Regions from separate parts of the Mus musculus genome. Here region 2 is linked to region 1. Evidence: chromatin contacts called from public HiChIP or PLAC-seq data. All regions are on one chromosome and are shown on one strand. The core of a region is the stretch at or near the end of the contact, and the rest is flanking DNA. Distances in the headings are between cores, read along the strand shown.

Region 1 (2,700 bases), core at 194-2,693:
TATTTCTGTTAAGTGTCAGGTCTTGAGATAGATGCTTCCCATGAATATTTTCTTATGAGAATCCACACACCTTTTGTAAAATTAGCCCTACTTGGTGAATAGGGCAGATGAGGCAGGGCCTCGAGTAACGTAGGCTGGTCTCAAATACGTAGTCATGGGTGGTCCTGAATTCCCTGTCCTTCTACCTCTATCTCCTAAATGCAGGTACATCCAGCTATTAGCCTTGTTTTGATCAGGAAAGTGGCATCCAAAGGTCACTGTTAGGAAATGACCAGAGTGGGATTTAAACTCACAGCCTCACCCTCATCACGGCCATGGAGTATGGGGAACCAAGGTCTGAGAAAGGCGTTGTGAGCTGGGTCTTGGGGATTCTGGTCAAGCACTGCCTTTTACTACACACCAGAGTGACAGTTGCTTGGTTAGCAGAAATGAGAGGAAAAAGAAAAGGAAGCAGCTGTCCAAATGTCTCTTCCTGGACCCTGGAGCTGTGAGTCCTCAGCTTTGCTGACCAAGAAAGAATCATGATCACCGGCGTGAGGGTGCAGCAGGCACCACACCAGCCACTCTCTGCCCAGCAATCTCCTGTTAGTAGCAGGTACGACCCCTCGCAGAGCAGCCTTGCCCTCCTCCCACACTCCTCCGTGTCTTCCCTTGCCACCACTTTAATATCAATGTTGCCTACTTGCCCTCCTGACCCAACTCGCCCTACCCGAAGCTCCTGAGTGCTCAATCGTATCTGCTCAGACTACAGGCCTCAACTAAAAAGCACTGTGTGAACTCCACTTCTGCATCCAAGTTGTATCCCCAAGAGCAGCGACCTGTCAGACTCAACCAACCACCCTTTGACAGAAGCAACACCAGGAGGCAACTTGGACAGCCCTCATAAAGGAAGGGAACCTCCTCGTCCCCGACCAACACTCCCCTATCTAATCTCCTAGTCTCTCAGTTCAGACCCAAGTCTGACCCCAATTTCAACTCCTAATCCACAGACCTCAGCAAACTTCAATTACATCACGCACCCCAACCCTTCCACCTGAAGGGTGGAGGCACACCGGCACGATCCTTCCCGATCCCTCTCCCCAAAAACTCAAGTTCAAGGACGAGGTCTCTCGGATTCTCCCCTTCCTTACACTGACACACCCCCAGACCACAGCGTACACAGTGACCCAGCACCGGTGACCACCCCTGGCTCCCCAAAGCCTGCACGCCGGCCCCCAGCGGCACACCTGGCCCAGTCATGCAGGCACCCGCCCGCTCCCGCTCCGCTGCACCTGCGCGGGCGCCCGTCAAAGCCGATCGCGCACCCGCCGCTCCAACAAGCCGCCCCTCGCTTCTCACCCGCGTAGCGCAGCCGTCCCGCGCCGCCCGCGGCCTGGGGCACCGCCGCCCGCTCCGGCCGCGGCTCCTGGGCTGCCGGCCCCGCCGCAGCCGCTTCCCGTCACGTGGGCCGCCGCCCGGCGCCGGCGGAGGGCGGGCGCTCGCCGGTGCCCAGGCCGCCGCGCGCCGCTGGGAGGCTCCGCGTCAGGGCCCGGGGGTCGGGAAGGCGGGCGAGCGCGCGCTGGCGAGTGCGCAGGCGGCGCAGACCGGGACCGCAGCCCTCGGGAGGGGAGCGTCTCCGCCGCCCGCCTGGGAAGCGCGAAGGAAGCGCCGCCTTGTCTTCTCGACCGTCCACTCCATGTTGGCTACTGCACAGCTGCGTTGGTCAGGTGGAAGCTCGGAGAAACGCCTCCCGGACCGACCAGTAGACGGACTCACAGCCGGGCCCCGACTTGCGGGCAGGGGATGCTTGCTGGACTTCAGTGTGCCAAAGGGGGTCGGGGGAACGGCCCTCCGGTTCCTAGGCCTACTGCTAGTCCTGGCAGAAGGAAAGCTAGTCCCGGAGGGGAGGTGCATATGTGCAGGCTATCCCTTCTGCGCTGGGAGTCCCAGGGCAGTTCCACTCACTTCTTTGAGGGCAGTCCATCAATGGCCACTCCCTTGTGTCAAGCCATAAAGAAGAATCCTAGAATCCTCCTTCCTTATAGAATCAAAACTCAAGTTTCCCGATGAAGAGTTAGGAAGCTCTTCCAGAGTCATCAGTGCTGCCAGTGCACAAAAAAGGCCAGGTTTCTTCAGTTATTCCCTTTGACTTGAGAAACTGCTAAAGAGGTGGCTTTAGGGTACCCTACCATCCCGGCCGCTGACCCTGTCCCCAGAGGTTGGATAAGAGATACTATTCTGTAGCTTTGTTTCAAAGGAGGAAGGCGTGTAGGGGTAGGGACCTAGAAAAGCCAGCTATGAAGGGGACCTCTTCTGATTATAGAACCCAAGTTCAGTTCTGTTTTCTACCTTGTCGTATCCTTACCAGGTACACACCTCAATTCCCGAATTTTACTGAGGCAAAAAGACGTAAATGACTTATCCTGAATCTTACACTAGTAAGTGTCAGAGCAAGAACTCGAAATGTGTTTGTAACATAAAATTAAGTCCTAATGATTAAATAGTTTATGGGACAACTTTTACATTCCACTCTAGATGATCCAGGAGTGGAGATAAATACTATCAAAAACGAGGTAAATCAAAAACAATTATTTTCTTTATAACGGGGCTTACCACAGAATTTTTAAAATAGCAAGCTCTATTGTTGAAATATCTGTTCTTGGGACATATTGATTCATCTACATCACAAATAACAGCCCCCTTTAGGTCATGCCTAGACTG
Region 2 (2,700 bases), core at 145-2,644, 820 kb after region 1:
AAAAACTTTGGCCCAAAATTTGTCCTGCCTACAAGAAGTGCAGGAAAAAAGATGAAGTAGAGACAGAGTGAAAGAATGGCCCAAATTGAGACCCATCCCATGGGCAGGAACCAATCCCTGACCATTAATGACATTCCGTTATGTTTGCAGACAGGAGCCTAGCATAACTGTCCTCTGAGAGGCTCCACCCAGCAGATGACCAAATCAGATACAGAGACCCACAGTGAAACATTATATAGAGCTCAGGGAGTCTTGCGGAAGGGTTAGGGGAAGTATTGAGGAACTTCGAGGATAGGGACTCCACAAGAGGACAAACAGAGTCAACTAACAAGGCCTAGACTAGGCCCCACAGACATATATAGCAGATATTATCTTCATGCAGGTTTCCTAACAAATGGGACAGGGGCTGTTCCTCACTCTGTTGCTTGCCTGTGGGTCCTGTCTCTAACTGGGCTGCTTTGTCTGGCCTCAGTGGGGGAGAATGTGCATAGTCCTACAATGACTTGATGTGCTGGGGTGGGTTGGTACCCAGGGGGGCTCCTCCTTCTCAGTGGAGGTGAGAGGGCACGTGGAGAGGCTGTGTGAAGGGAGTCTGGGATGAGAAGGGACAGCAATGGTCAGTGTGGCAGAGGGAGGTAGCAATTTGTGAGTCATAAGATTTAAGAGATAGATGTCACTACAACATAGCCTATCTTGTACAGATACACCTTAACCAAAACATTCTGTTGGCTTTGATATATAAGTTAGCAGTAAAGAAGATATAGAGCAATACAGCCAACACATTTTCCTGATAGAGTGAAATAGAATGACAGCGTCAGGAGGTAAGAGTTGGGATCTGAACAACAGAAAACACGATGTTCCTAGGGACTGATAGTAGGAATGATGCTAGAAGAGAAAAAATATTGGGGAGGAAATTGACAATTAAGGTTTGTATGTACAAAGTTTGATATTCTCATTTGGTATCCAAGTGGAGATAACAAATAGTCAGCTGACATTTTGAAGATAAGACCAAGTAGATACTTGAGTTTTGTTATGTTCAGGACAGTGCTGGGGGCTATGCAGCCAAATTTCAACATCAGAGAAGCTAGGTGTACGGAGACTAAATTCCAGAGCTTGCAGGCGTCAGAGGTCACAAGGGAAGGACAAATTAGCAGAGGCATCAGATTGTTCTGATGGCCAGCAAATGAAAGCCTTCCAGAGTAAAAGCAGGGATCAGCCTGACTATGGGGGGTGGGGTGGAGGGGGGGGGTGTTCCAGCTTCAACGTGAGTCATCAAAGACTAGGGATACCTGGTAGGCAAATAGGAAAATGCATCAATTGAGGAAGCTGACAGGCTTGCTCATGCAGTGAGAGCTTCTGAGCTCAGGAGTCAGAGTGCTCTATAGATTTGACCCAGCCCCAGTCTTTTATTGAAATCATACAAGAAAGTTAGGTTACGAAGGTCATAGCGGGTGGGGTGGGTAAATGCTTCTTTATTTTTCTGTGCCAACATTTTCTTGTGATTCAGAGTAGTACAGATTTAGAACAGAAAAAAAGGAACTATAAAATCTCAAACATAAGGGTTTTATAGCAAGCTTTTTTTTTCTTTTAATATATCTCCTGACCACCAGTCTCCAGTGAGATCAGAGGCAACAGTACTGTGGTTACAAAGTCAATGTCTTTCAGACATGTGTGAGACAGTATGGTTTCATAAAAGGGCAAACATGAGGTCATACTGCTGACCCTGCAGTCTTTACAGTCCCATAGCAAGGTGCTCCAAGGTGATCTTAAAAATATAGCAAAGGGCACGTCCCTTCGCCAATATCCCTTTCTTGTACTGGGTCCCATCCCCTAATCTCATAAGATCTCCAATAATGTGTCAAACATTCACGATCCCATCTGTCTGTCTACAAAAGACATCCTCACTTAACCTCTATGGAGAATTCCTAGGGAGATGCCACATCGTCCCTGAACCCAAGGAACCCATTGCTGACTTTCTAGGAAATATCTGTATATAATTCCATCCTCAGTTTTGTAATAAAAATGTCCTGCTTCTATTAGAGAGAATTAAGAATAAGACTGGAGGAACAGCTGCAGATTTATTCATCTCTGCCAATGGCTCTCGGCTACTTTCATTTTCACCTCAAGCGAGTGACTGTAACATATCAAACTTTCCCAAGATGTTTTAACTATCATCATATCCAACTTTACATTGGGTGCAATTTCCCCAAATTTGTAGAGCTTCCTCTACAGTTAAACATCTAGTTCCTGGATATCAAGAGGGTTTCTACAGGTCACCAAATGCTAGTTTAATCAAGGGAGGAGAAAAGAGAAGGAACAGTAAATAGGTAAGGAGGATGATAAGTACACAGAATTGTTGTAGAAATGACATCATGAGGTGCTTTCGCCAAAGAAGCAGGCCTTGGGGCCTCTCGTTACTCATATTGGGCCCACAAGAGGCCATAGCTTCATGCTCTGAAACACAGTAGCCCCAGGAGGTTTTTCTTCCTTGTCACCAGGGGTCCCAGGCATCTCAAGCTTAATGTGGGGTGTCTCCTATACTTGACTATCAAATCTTCCCAATAACAGCCAAGTTAAAATAAAAAAAGATGAGAAACAACATTAAGGCCTCACAGGATGGTTATCTTTGAATGAACAGTTTCAAAGAAAAAGTTTCATCCTCCAGGGTTTCCAAGAAAACACAGTTTCAAAGCAAACTTT

Evidence for each region. HiChIP or PLAC-seq counts read pairs in DNA pulled down with a chosen protein or histone mark.
Region 2: a contact with region 1 is called in an H3K4me3 HiChIP or PLAC-seq map of bone marrow-derived macrophages, with 3 times the contacts expected there. The contact joins the enhancer-like site here to the promoter of Tgfbrap1 in region 1. A contact is called at or near these places in 3 of 39 promoter capture datasets (liver and pre-B cells), 3 of 115 datasets of contacts at active chromatin or transcription factors (T-cell acute lymphoblastic leukemia, bone marrow-derived macrophages and pancreatic cancer cells) and 1 of 9 other capture datasets (liver).

The regions. Positions count from the first base shown.
Region 1 is chr1:43,091,043-43,093,742 of GRCm38.p6, forward strand. Tgfbrap1 (transforming growth factor, beta receptor associated protein 1) reads right to left here and starts at 1,444. Exons shown (of 12, transcript NM_001357299.1): 1 at 1,339-1,444. It overlaps 8430432A02Rik (a long non-coding RNA gene), which reads left to right and starts at 1,238. Exons shown (of 2, transcript XR_003947575.1): 1 at 1,238-1,243; 2 at 1,321-2,700.
Region 2 is chr1:43,913,162-43,915,861 of GRCm38.p6, forward strand. No RefSeq gene overlaps it. Among named protein-coding and RNA genes, the nearest start is that of Tpp2, 19 kb to the right of the region's middle. Within about 2 kb of position 1,395, at least 18 of the 459 cell types and tissues checked have an H3K27ac peak or open chromatin away from gene starts, as enhancers often do. A contact at or near this core is called in bone marrow-derived macrophages, where this site is marked.